Linked DNA regions of Mus musculus: all the other regions are linked to region 3. A link is a contact called in public HiCAR-type and promoter capture Hi-C data. All regions are on one chromosome and are shown on one strand. Each heading gives the region's core, a stretch centred on a gene start, on an enhancer-like site or on the middle of the called end of the contact. The rest is flanking DNA. Distances are from core to core; before and after follow the strand shown.

Region 1 (4,081 bases), core at 569-3,068, 430 kb after region 3:
CCTCCCAATGATGGCCGACTAGGCCATCTTCTGCTACATATGTAGCTAGAGACAGGAGTTCTGGGATACTGATTAGTTCATGTTGTTGTTCCACCTATAGGGATGCAGACCCCTTCAGCTCCTTGGGTTATTTCTCTAGTTCCTCCATTGGGGGCCCTGTGTTCCATCCTATAGATGACTGTGAGCATCCACTTCTGTATTTGCCAGGCACTGGCATAGCCTCACAGGAGACAGCTATATCAGGGTCCTTTCAGCAAAATCTTGCTGGCATTTGCAATAGTGTCTGCATTTGGTGGCTAATTATGAAATGGAACCCCAGGTGGGGCAGTCTCTGGATGGTCCATCCTTTCGTCTTAGCTCCAAACTCTGTTTCTGCAACTCCTCCCATGGGTATTTTGTTCCCTATTCTAGGGAGGAATGAAGTATCCACGCGTTGGTCTTCCTTCTTCTTGATTTTCTTGTGTTTTGGAAATTGTATTTTGGATATTCTAGATGTGAGAATCTTCATAAAAATTAGAGCTGGCTCCACATAGAAGGTCTGTTTAAGCTGAGAAGGGAAATATTAACTGTTGAGAGCTAGAAGAACAATACAGAAGGTTAAACACCTTACAGAAGGCATAAGATACAAAACATTAAAATATGTGTTTGGAAATCTGCATCTCTTAGGATGTAAATTGTCAGAGAATTAAGGTGAGAGAGGAACAGAAAAAGCTCTTGTGACATGATACATTTTGTCATTTCAAGGTGGACATTTGGTTGACTGAGACATATTGTTGGAGGAAAAGAGCTGGATATTCCTCAAAGAAGATCGGGAAGAATGGATTGGGCTAATGGCTCTGTCACAAGAATGTGAAGGCTCAGCTTGGGGGAGTTGAGTGGTTCCCTGGAGACCAAACAAAAACCCATTTGTCCTAATTTAACCTCAGCAACTAATGCATAACTATTGAAAAGCTCCTTGAGGACAAGCCTAATAATTTACACAAACTGAGTTAATCTGCAGGCATCCCTCATGCCGAGGCTCATTCTCAATGATGATAAGCAAAGGGAGAGATTTGATGAGTCTTTTGCACTTCATCAGATCTATTCATTTGTTGTTACCTATAAGACATTTTTGCCAAATTTCCCCCCTCATGCTTTGATTCATGTAAATATTAACCAACATTTATATTGTGCCAGTTATAGCTTTGTCCATGATGTTCTGTACTTAGCATCTCATAACAACCTTCTAAAGGAGCTGGTAGGTTCTGTACAAGAGTTCCCCCTTAATAGCCCCTGGGATAGGTAACAGAGATGTAAATGTGTAGGGAACATCATATAACTTTCTCCCCTGGAGGAACTGGGGTGAAATCCAGATAACCTTGGGTATAATTTACAGTATCAGACCCCTATCCTATGATAGACTCCTTTCTATAGACAGCAATTTGCTGATGAGACCAGTGTTGAAGGTCTTAATGTGAAGCTTCATAATAACACACGTTGTGTCACTTTAGAGAGGACATAACTGAGTGGAAAGAGAACCTGCTGTGGCATCACACATACTACTTGTATAGCCTTTACTTAGCTAAGTAAGTTCTTAGCTACTTTTTCATTATTCTTGTAAGTGGAAATGGAAATTTACACATTGCAGTGTGGGTTTGAAGATGATGAGTAATCCAGGTAGCACTTCCTGGCATATAGTGAGTTCTTGATAAACATTAGCCATTAGAATTAGTTGTACTTGCAAATGTGACGGCCACCTGCTTCTCTTACGTCCTCAGCTTGGGTACTGTGGGGAACAGATTAAGTGCTAAATAAAGGATGGCTGACTGGGTGACTGATATTTTTTGCCTAGCTTGGGGGAAGACATCCCAGAACAATATGTTACTATTAGTCATTTTCTCCCTAATTTGTACACAGTCTCTTTAATAACAATTTGCACTTTCATAGTGCTTTCTATTAAAACAGCATCATCGTTGCCACTATTAACAAGCCTTGCAAATACCTGTGTCATGGCAAGGCTGTGTATTCTATTAAATTCTTGTTCAGGTTTTAAAATGTTAGTCATTTAACACACACACACACACACACACACACACACACACACACACACACACACACACATACACACACACACACACACACACACTGAGCAAGCTTAGAATGTCCATTACACTACAGTAGTTGGCTGCCTTCATGCAGAGCTCTCCATTTTGGAACTGCAAGTCCTCTTCTCTTCTTATGACAGTTTCCAGCTGAAGTTCATGGCTAAAAGCAAAGCCATTGATTTTTTGAGCAAATTATTTGTGTGTTCATTAAACTGCCATTTTCTCAGACTAAGTTGCTGTTCTGAATTAGCTTGTTATTTGCCTACTTAGAATAGTCCAGATCTAGAAGGCCACACAAATCAGGAAATTAAGGCCCCCAAAGTATAACTTTAAATAAACTGTTGCCAAAAGCAACTGGCACTATTGACATGAACCAAGGGCCTACTTTATTACGATAGGAAAGAAACTACCAATATTTGTTAACATAATAGCTAACTCTCTTGCGTGCCAGTATTTCATTTTATAACCTAAACACACATGGTTTTGGTTCCAAAGAGCAAGGGGATCTATTTATATAATGTGAGCATTATTATGTTTTTAAACTCGAGCAGCAGATAAGAAGACAGTCACTAATCCCATGTGGCAAATCCTACTCAAAGTGTACTTTTTCTCCACTTGCAGCCAATCTGTTCTTGCTGCAGTATTTGTTATCTAGTATTCTTTTTTAAAACATGGGTAAAGACCTCTCAGCCTTTTGGTCTCAGAGGCAGAAAAATGCTGTGCTTCACACTGTTCTTCGTGATCTCAGCCTTTTGGTCTCAGAGGCAGAAAAATGCTGTGCTTCACACTGTTCTTCGTGATCTCCTTATGAACAACAGATTATGCAAATCTGTCTTGCTTGCTGTCCTCATTGTTTCTCTCTTACTATCTCACAGCCTACGTGGTCCCCTAGAGCCTCTCCCACCAGCTATACATGTGTATTTTATTTTGCTAGTTACTTTCTATCCTTGAATTTCATTTTTTTAAACACCTATAATATGAGAGAAAGCTAAAAGTAACACCTTTAATAGGTTTTTTTTCTAGCTGAAATAATATACATTCTGTTGTGATGCATTAGGTTGTTAATGATTCTTTTTTTTCTCAGTGAGTATTTCTTGAGATGAAGTCTTAAAGATATTTTGAATTTCTATGGGGGAAACAATGGTCTAATGGTCATATTAGTTTCCTGTTGATGCTGTAGCAAGTTTACTATAAACATACAAACTTAAATAATGCAGATTTATTATTTTAGAATTCCATGAGTTGCTATAGCTTGTCTTACAGCTTTATGACATATATTGGAGCACAATAAAGCTCTTAGCAACTTCTGAGGGCTTTAGGTGAGAAACTTTTCTTGGCTTTCTAGCTTTGATAAGCTGGCTTTACTCTTAGCTCATATTCTGTCCTCAAACAGCAGCAGTATTGATTCTCTCTGTGACTCTTCCTCAGTCATGTTTTCCTCTAACTGATTCACTCTCCTCCCACTCTTCATCCTCCCTCTTCTCTTTCAAAAAGCATGTGATTAAACAGGCCAGATAATTCAGAATAACAGAAAATCAACCTTAGTTGTATCTACAACATTTATTCCAATATATCAGGCAATACAATGTAGTTACAGGTCTTATGGTTTAGAACATAAACATCTTGAAAAAAATTATATATTTTTCTTCCAGTAATTAGATATACGTTTATTTAAATTTTGTTTTTGACATTCACGGTGTGTTAGACATGTAGTAGCTCCTGGATATATATTAACAAAAACGAATGTAGCCTGTGGCATTTTGGAATTTTCAGAAAGGTGATATAATGTCAATTAGATAATTGTAGAAATAATATTATGAGAGTATGTAAATGTTGTTTTGGGTTATTGTTATGGATTGCCCTGATGCTGTTTGTATTCTGATGTTAATACTGCTTCCTCAAGAGGGGTTGCCCCAACAAAAAGCTGGCATGTATTCAGGTGCTCTCAGGTGATCCTTCTTCCCTTTCTAACTGGTCAATAAAGGCCAGAGCCTGTG
Region 2 (3,769 bases), core at 509-3,008, 280 kb before region 3:
GGTTGGTCAAATATCTTATTAAAAATAAAAGGTGGTAACACAGAATATGATGAAATTTAGAAGTTAGGAGGTAAAGATTAAAAAGTGCCCCCACCCCCCAAAGTGGCAAGAGGATGTGTGAATCTGGGGATGTGTGAATCTGGGAATGATCTGCGGTTATTTAGCTTTAAGTTTGCTTGATTTTTTTTTTTTTTTGTCCTACTTGAGGTATACACAATTACGCATTGTAAAAATCATTAGGAAGAAAATGGTCAGGAGACTAGGGAGGGGGAGTTCCAGTGAGGATGTGAGTACTAGCTGCAATCAGATCATGGGTTGCATCATAGCACATCTGGGGGTGTTCACCAGGAAGTCCACAACCTCTCATCTTTGAATGGATGCCCTAAGGGTCTACAGCGCTGGTTCCTGACTTTTCCCAGGGAAATGTATACAAATGTCTGCTTACCTCAGGTAGGGTCCAGGAAGAGGCCATTCTCATTGGTGAATCAATGAACTTATTTGGATTATTTATAAGACTCTGGGTGATTCAAAGGCAGATAAATCACCAAAAGGCCATGCCAGCATCAGGGGTAACTCTGTGTCCAACTTGCTCGCTACTCCATAGAAAAGTCTCTTTCCTAGTAATTATTTACTACTCATATAACTTTGGAAAGGAGCCTTATACGTCCTATAAACCTTCTAGTGTTCTAAGACTTGCAGTTTTACTTCTTAGTCTCTTTCCAGGAGGAAATGTGTGTGTGTGTAGGCTAGAGACCAATCTCAGGTGTCCTTGCGCAGAAGACATCCACTGTTTGTTTGTTCATTGATTGATTGATAGGGTATCTCAGCCTGAGATAACTAAACAGATAAAAGTGGGTGGCTTCTGAGACCCAGAGATGCTGCTGTCTCCACTTCCCCAGTCCTGGGGTTAGACATACATACCAGCATGCTCATCTTATTTTACCTGAACACTGGGGCTTGAACTCAAGTCCTCGGGCTTGTATGGCAAGCATTTGTATCAAGTGAGCTATCCTGCTAGCTCTGGAATGTTTCAATTCTAAGGAAATAACTACACAGTCAATGCTTAGTTTCTGACTTAGACGGAGATGCTTTGGGGGAGATTTTTGTCATTCTCCCCTATACAGGGGAGACATGATTCAGCCTAAAGCCACTAACAAGTAACAAGCTCATAGACAGAGGGAGGCCTGGGTTCTGGGAATTGTGATAATGAGGCTGCTAAGGGCCTCTGGGCCAAGTCAGCTGCTAAGGACACAGGCCCTGGCCAGCTCCTACCTCGTGTGGGCTTTGACTGGAAACTGTAGAAGCTCATTAGGGACGAATGGTTTTAAAAATAGTACCATCTTCTCTAATCAGGCAGTGGGCTAGGACTCAGACCCTCTCAATAGGAAATGTGGGCTGAGAGGGGAAGTCTGGGCAAGTCACTGAAGGGCATGGTAAGACAGCTGTAGCCAGCTGCCACCAGCTATAATTCTGGTCCCACCATCACCCACCTCCAAGGTCACAGTGATTGGAGGGCTAATTAGACACCCCCTATAGTACTACAGTGGATTCCTTGTGAAACACTGCCAACAACTGCCTGAAACAGCCTTTCAGAAAGAAGAGACATTATTAGGCTTGGTCTTGGGCTTGGGTTCGGGCAAGGCAAGTCTAGCTGGAAGTAAGCGTAGAGAACAGCATCTCACCCACACAGGCCTGGCCTTGCCAATAGTTCCTGGCTTGTGCTTCTGGGATTTCTGATGGGAATGCTGAGAATGGATGAGAGAAAGGCTCAGACTTCCTCCCCACACAGACACTGCTTATTGGAAGGATGTTGGCGCAAACCACACTGCTGGCTCTTCCATGCTTCCCCTCAGCTCAATTAAGGCAGCAATCGGTATTTCTTAATTGCGGCTCCCGTTCCATCTCCTGCCCCTCCCCCTCTCTTTGTCCACTGCAGTGTAGTACCAGGAGACCAATTTGTCCTTTGGGAATGCCCAGGAGGGAAAAGGAAGTGACTCAAAGAGGTTGAAAAGCTTTACTACCCAGAAGAGTTTTGAAGAAATAGTTGAGAAGTCAGAACTCTGTCTGGTCAACCTGTTACCCAAATCTGAGGCCACCCTCCAGCAGCCAGTGTAACACATGGCTCAGAACTCTGATTTACATTTATCTGGCCTTTCTTTTCCATATCTGATTTTCCTAGTTCCCTAGTTCTTACTGCTTAAGTGTCTTATTTTAATCCTTGTATCTTATATGAGAGACTTTGTGGGATGAGGTCAGGTATAAACATTAAAAGGAAAACTGAAATTATTTTGTGGAAAGAAAAACAAAACTGTGAGTGATGTGATAGTAAGAGACTCTCGTGTGTTTGTGTGTGTGTGTGTGTGTGTGTGTGTTTGTGTGCTTGCATGTGTGCATGTGTGTGTCCAAACTTGTGTGTTTGTGATATGTGAGTATGTGTGTGTGTCTGCTGCCTTGAGTCTTTCAAATTGAACTTGTATGGTCTTTGAGAAGATACTAAGGAAATTACTTGACATAAAGAAATTCCAGAAGTTTAATGGTTAATTCTAACTGAGGCACCCAAGGAGTTTGAAGCATTTCAGTGGATGGTCTGGGGTTCTCAGACTAAGATTTCCTAACAACTGTGTTCCATTCTTTCTTTTCTTCACTCTCTTCTCCCAATTACCTTTTACTATTTTCCTCTTCCTTGTCTGCATGCCTATCTTTCTCTTACTTCCTTATATGTTTATTGAATATTCAAGTTTAAGGCTCTATATCAAATATAATATCACAACTAATCTTATATAAATCTTTATTAGAAGCTTCTTAGTGTAATTACTAGAGATCAAATACATTCCAACATGACCATCTGACCATCATAAGTGATGTGCATGTGTGTGATATGTGTGAGTTTGTATGTGTATCTGTGTTTGACTTGATACAGTCAAAGCCCTGTGGATTTTATTTTTCTGTTTTCTATTGTCTTTTATTTATTTCTATTCTCTTCTATGTCATTTACTATGTTCAGTGCCTAGTGACTCTATTTTAGTATTCAATATACTACAATTCAATATGCTCCCTTTCTTGAATGACATTGTAAACATAGAAACTCTTTTGTTTCAAGGCAAATACCTTTTTGAGGCCCCTGAGACCAGTAATCTGTTTAACTTCTTTCTTGGATATACACAGTTGGTTCAGATCCTCCTAATTGGTGGTTAAATTGGCAGTCCTAGTGTGTCTGTGGGATGTGGATAGAGTGTGAGAATGGATGGTGTGACACCAAAGTGCAGTCTGAAATGGTTAATTCCAATTAATGCTTTCTCTAAACTTAGCTTTGGATTCTGTCTCTTTTATTCATCATCTCTGGCAAAAACCCAATTGAGTATGTAAGTAGCAAGAAAGGTCATGCTGCCACAGTCTAAAAATTCAGACAGGCAACTACCCCTCAAAATATTAACTGGGCATTGTGTAATAATAGTCGGTGGCTCCAAGCAGCTGTTGGGCATTAAATGAACTGATTATGAAAAAGGAATGGCTGGAAAAACGGAATAGTTGTTCTATGTCTTATTCAACCATTGGACCATGATGTCTAACAGAAAAATGTGCAAGCACCAAAAATGTACCTTAATATGTAATCTAAGATTTTCTAGTAGTGGACATATTTTAGCAAGTAAAATGGAAGACGTGTCAGTAATTTTAATGAGATATTTTTTAAAAATTCAGTGTAACAAATGTCATTTCAGTGTGAACCAAGGTAAAAGGACTCACACACATGTATATTCAGTGTGTCCAT
Region 3 (4,058 bases), core at 659-3,158:
AAAGGTAATTTACTCATGTATAGGCCCTGAGAATTTTCTACATAAAAATTAAAATTATATACTTCCTTTAAAAAAAATAAAAATACTTAGGTGGCATTAAGGATTCTACACATTCTAGATATACACTGTCATTATACATATATCACGTAATGACTGCAGCAATAAATTAATAGTCTGCCAACATGCACTCCCCTTCCTGTGAATTGTTATTTAGTTGGTATGTTTGGATTAGAATCTATTACCCCACTCCCCATCACTGCTCACCTCTGTGTTTTTCCTGGAAGGAGTGAATTATGAAATGTAACTTGGTTTTTTTCCTTTTGTTTTTCTGATACCATACAGTAAGTATTCTTAATGAATATGATTGAAAGGCTTTCCCCAGGTCAGTATGGTGGTAACAGTGATGCTCACATGAGTTACTCTCTGCCAGGAACCATGGCAGACACTTCATACCCAAGTCATTCAACGCGCATAATAACTATGCAAGGTTGCCTCACATACGGAGGAACTTAGTAATGTTTCCAAATGTTATTACTAATATGACAGAAAGCGGACCCAGCTACAAATCCAAATCTCATGACTGAGAAAAAGAAAATGCTTCCAAACAGGTGTATAGAAGCACAATGACATAGCTACGAATTATTCCCAACTCAGGTAGAAAATTCTGATTCGACATGGTTTAGAACAGGGACCTTGCCTCATTTACAGTTTCTATCTGGCTTAAACCTTTCTGTCAGTCACTGATTTGACTGCCTTACTAACACGAGGGAAGATTATCAGTATTGGTGGTGGGCCAATTGTTTTTCTATTGCCTTTCATAGCATTAACAGCATAGTCAATTTATAGTGTCTATTGAAAAGTATAACTACAGTGGGACAAAATGCTCTTTAAAATAAAAAAATCTTAAATATCTGTAAATACTGGTTCAATGAGAATACCTCTCAAGGCAAATCATTCCTGCTGACTGAAATAGTTCTTTTCATACACTGAATTCAATAGCAAGTACTATTTATTAGCTCTGTGGGATTCATATTCTCTAACATCAAAGGTCAAGAAAACCTTCCAAAACCCAAGGTAGGAACTGGACAAAGTGGACTGATGTCACCAACAAAATTAGTTCTACTCCAGTAATCCCCATTCATATTATAATGAGCAACAGTCAGCATTGGCTTTTTTTGTACTAGGCAAGGCAAATGAGCTCCTGCTGAAAAGGCTGCAGAAACTGCAGGATTAGAGGCTGCTTTCTGGCCTCCTGGCACTTTTTTGTCTTTGTTTCTTTTTTTCCGTGACCTTCAGCATCACAGGTGAGCAGTCAGGGCCGGTTTTGCTTGAGGCTACAACTGGGCTCCAGACTGACCTGACAGCCTCTCTGCACAAAAGCTCCTCCCATGAAGTAAAGCCCAGAAGTCGCACACTCCCATGTGCAGCCCAAGCAGGACACTCTGAATTTGGAATCCGGAAGGAACCTCACGCTCTAGGAGGCTGAACTGTGAGCGTCCTCAGTTTAAGTCTGAGAAAGGGACCAGCTTCCCCTCGGGGTTCAGTGGCGAAGCCTAGAACCTCGGTGCTGAGAAAGGCTCGCCTTGTCATGCACACTCGGTAGCTCCGGGTCTTTCCAAGCCGCAATACCGAGGGGACCCTCGACCTGCATCGCCCGCCGAAAGCTAATTTGTCGCCTGACACCGGATCCTCCACTCCGGCGACCCTCGAATCAACCCACGCGTCCCCAGACACAGCGCCCACCTCACTCACCTACAAGAAGTGACCGTCACAACTTGGCAGAGTTGGCTTCCAGGCGCTCCAAACACAGCCACAAATTCAAACCCAAGCCAGCTTCCCCAGCTATCCATCTCATTGGCTGCCGTTCGGATGACGTCAGCACGTCAGACGTTTTCCTGAGCGACTCGCAGTTTGGCGCCAGAGGCTGGGCCTCAGATGCCGGAGGAGAAGTTACTTTCCTGGGCGTCGCCGTGGCAACGCGCGCGGTCGTTTCCGGCAGCCGTGACGGAGGTGGGCGGAGCTCGGGCGGCGGTGCAGGTGGGAAGCAGCCACCTGGGATATTTAGTATTGCCACAGTCCTAGGGTCTGGGGTGCCCTGGGCTTTGGGTGATGTTTCTCTTAGGGGGAGAGGCGGAGTCTGCGGGCCTGTAAAAGGGCCTGGGTTATTTTGTCCTTTTTCCCTTTCTGATTAGTCAAGTTCCCAAGGATTAGGACTCAGGCTTTGGAAGGTATGGTGCCTCCATGTGAATTAATTACAAGTCCCAAGTCTTCTTTTGTCAGGGTTTCCTGGCCTGCTCCCGTTATTACTGATTAAAAATATTTGGTATTTGCGAAAATATTTGCTATTTGCCAGCATTTAACATGCTCCAAGTATGACCTTACAAACTAAAAATCACTTAAATATATTGGCCTAGTCACATTATTGGATCATGGGCTTCTTGTTTCAGATTGCATTATTTCTGAATGTATACATTAGAAAGAAAAATGCATTAAAAACATAGGGAATATTAAAAAATTGGCAGGGTATTTTATATTTGTATTGTTGGCTAGGCAAGCCTTTTATCAGTTGACATTCTCAACCCTTTAGAAAAATTTAGTAGTACGATCTGAATTACATTGTTATTGTTTATATGACTCTATTTAGTAAGCAACTCTTACTTGCAGATTTTAGGAGCATATTAGTACACACTGAAGTCAGCATCCCTTCCCTCCTGGAGTTTAGATTTCTGTAAAAATAGGATGTTACAGGGCAGAGGATTTATGCATGTGTCTGTCTATTGTCTATCTATCTATCTATCTATCTAATCTATTTTATATTTTTAAACAAGGTCTTGCCCAGTAGTCATGGCTGGCCTGGAACTTGCCATGTAGACACAAATGGGCTGGAACATATAGAGATCTTCTTGCTTCTGCTTCCTGTGTGCTGAGATTAAAGGCATAGGCCACCACACCCAGCAGTGCAGAGTACTATTAGTCACATTTTTACGTTGAAATCCCATAGATTATGATTATGTCTTAAATCTACTGAAGAAAATCAGGAGAGTTGCAAATTATACATTATTCTTTGTTTTATGAATTTTTTCTGAGCCCTGGAGAGTGCGTCAATAAAGTGACTACTTATTTCTTATTATAGTATATGTACCAACTAATGCCATCATCATTTTTGTGACATTGGTTTGGTAATAAAAATGAGGAGAGTTTGCAAGGCAGTGGTGGCACACGCCTTTAATCCCAGCACTTGGGAGGCAGAGGCAGGCAGATTTCTGAGTTCAAGGCCTGCCTGCTCTACAGGGTGAGTTCCAGGATAGCCAAGGCTACACAGAGAAACCCTGTCTCGAAAAAAAAAAATGAGGAGAGTTCATTTTGTTTTAAATATTCTTTCCATATATAGTGCTTGACCTTTGGTGTCTCAGGCATATTTTTAACCCCTTAAACATTACCTTACTTTATTCTCAAAACAGACTATAAGATATAAACATATTGTTTTGATTTTATTAGGAGAAAACTGAAGTGTTAGAAAAACTTTTATAGGGAAGTATTTCTCTTGTAAAAGAAACCAAGTCAAAATTAGCCATTTGTTTTTAAAATACTTTCTAGGTCAAGTGACTATAATATATTTTAATTTAGTTTGAAAATATGTTTATCTTGTTATCTTGAAAAATTATATTGGTAAATGACTAAGTAGGCATGTACATTCCATCTTTGTCTTGTTTTGACATTCACACTATATAGGCTTCTTAGTGTTACAAGTGTCGCCACATGTAATCCCAATACTACCCATTTAATTTCACTTCTGCATTGCACTTGCTTGATAGCAGGGTTCCACTAATGAGATCCATACTCTCCAGGAATCATACATTTGGTTAAAACAGAGAGGTTTTAACAATACAACCAATACTATTATTGTGCAGTTGTCAACTCATGAATTTGGCAGAAGTAATAACAGGACGAGAGAACCTCATGCTTTTTAACAAAATTAAAGAGTCGGGGTAGGGGACCGGAACTTCCCAAAAGTACAGGGTTAAGAAGGTTGAAATTTCCACCTTTGGTTAGAAATT

What was found. Promoter capture Hi-C pulls out the DNA fragments that hold promoters and counts their contacts. HiCAR-type assays count read pairs that join an accessible place to other places.
Region 1: a contact with region 3 is called in a promoter capture Hi-C map of hippocampal neurons, with 2.5 times the contacts expected there. The contact joins the enhancer-like site here to the promoter of Kif18a in region 3. A contact is called at or near these places in 3 of 39 promoter capture datasets (cranial neural crest, hippocampal neurons and second pharyngeal arch cranial neural crest), 5 of 115 datasets of contacts at active chromatin or transcription factors (embryonic limb bud, embryonic stem cells, large pre-B cells and 1 more) and 1 of 9 other capture datasets (pancreatic islet).
Region 2: a contact with region 3 is called in a HiCAR-type map of astrocytes, with 2.6 times the contacts expected there. The contact joins the enhancer-like site here to the promoter of Kif18a in region 3. A contact is called at or near these places in 5 of 39 promoter capture datasets (the 3T3-L1 cell line, 3T3-L1-derived adipocytes, the C10 cell line and 2 more), 2 of 484 Hi-C or Micro-C datasets (cerebellar granule neurons and cerebral cortex) and 1 of 115 datasets of contacts at active chromatin or transcription factors (astrocytes).

Annotation. Positions count from the first base shown.
Region 1 is chr2:108,845,953-108,850,033 of GRCm38.p6, reverse strand. No RefSeq gene overlaps it. Among named protein-coding and RNA genes, the nearest start is that of Gm39905, 33 kb to the left of the region's middle. Within about 2 kb of position 1,818, at least 6 of the 459 cell types and tissues checked have an H3K27ac peak or open chromatin away from gene starts, as enhancers often do. A contact at or near this core is called in hippocampal neurons, where this site is marked.
Region 2 is chr2:109,557,305-109,561,073 of GRCm38.p6, reverse strand. No RefSeq gene overlaps it. Among named protein-coding and RNA genes, the nearest start is that of Bdnf, 130 kb to the left of the region's middle. Within about 2 kb of position 1,758, at least 17 of the 459 cell types and tissues checked have an H3K27ac peak or open chromatin away from gene starts, as enhancers often do. A contact at or near this core is called in astrocytes, where this site is marked.
Region 3 is chr2:109,278,588-109,282,645 of GRCm38.p6, reverse strand. Kif18a (kinesin family member 18A) reads right to left here and starts at 1,908. Exons shown (of 17, transcript NM_139303.1): 1 at 1,753-1,908. It also overlaps a transcript of Mettl15 not described here.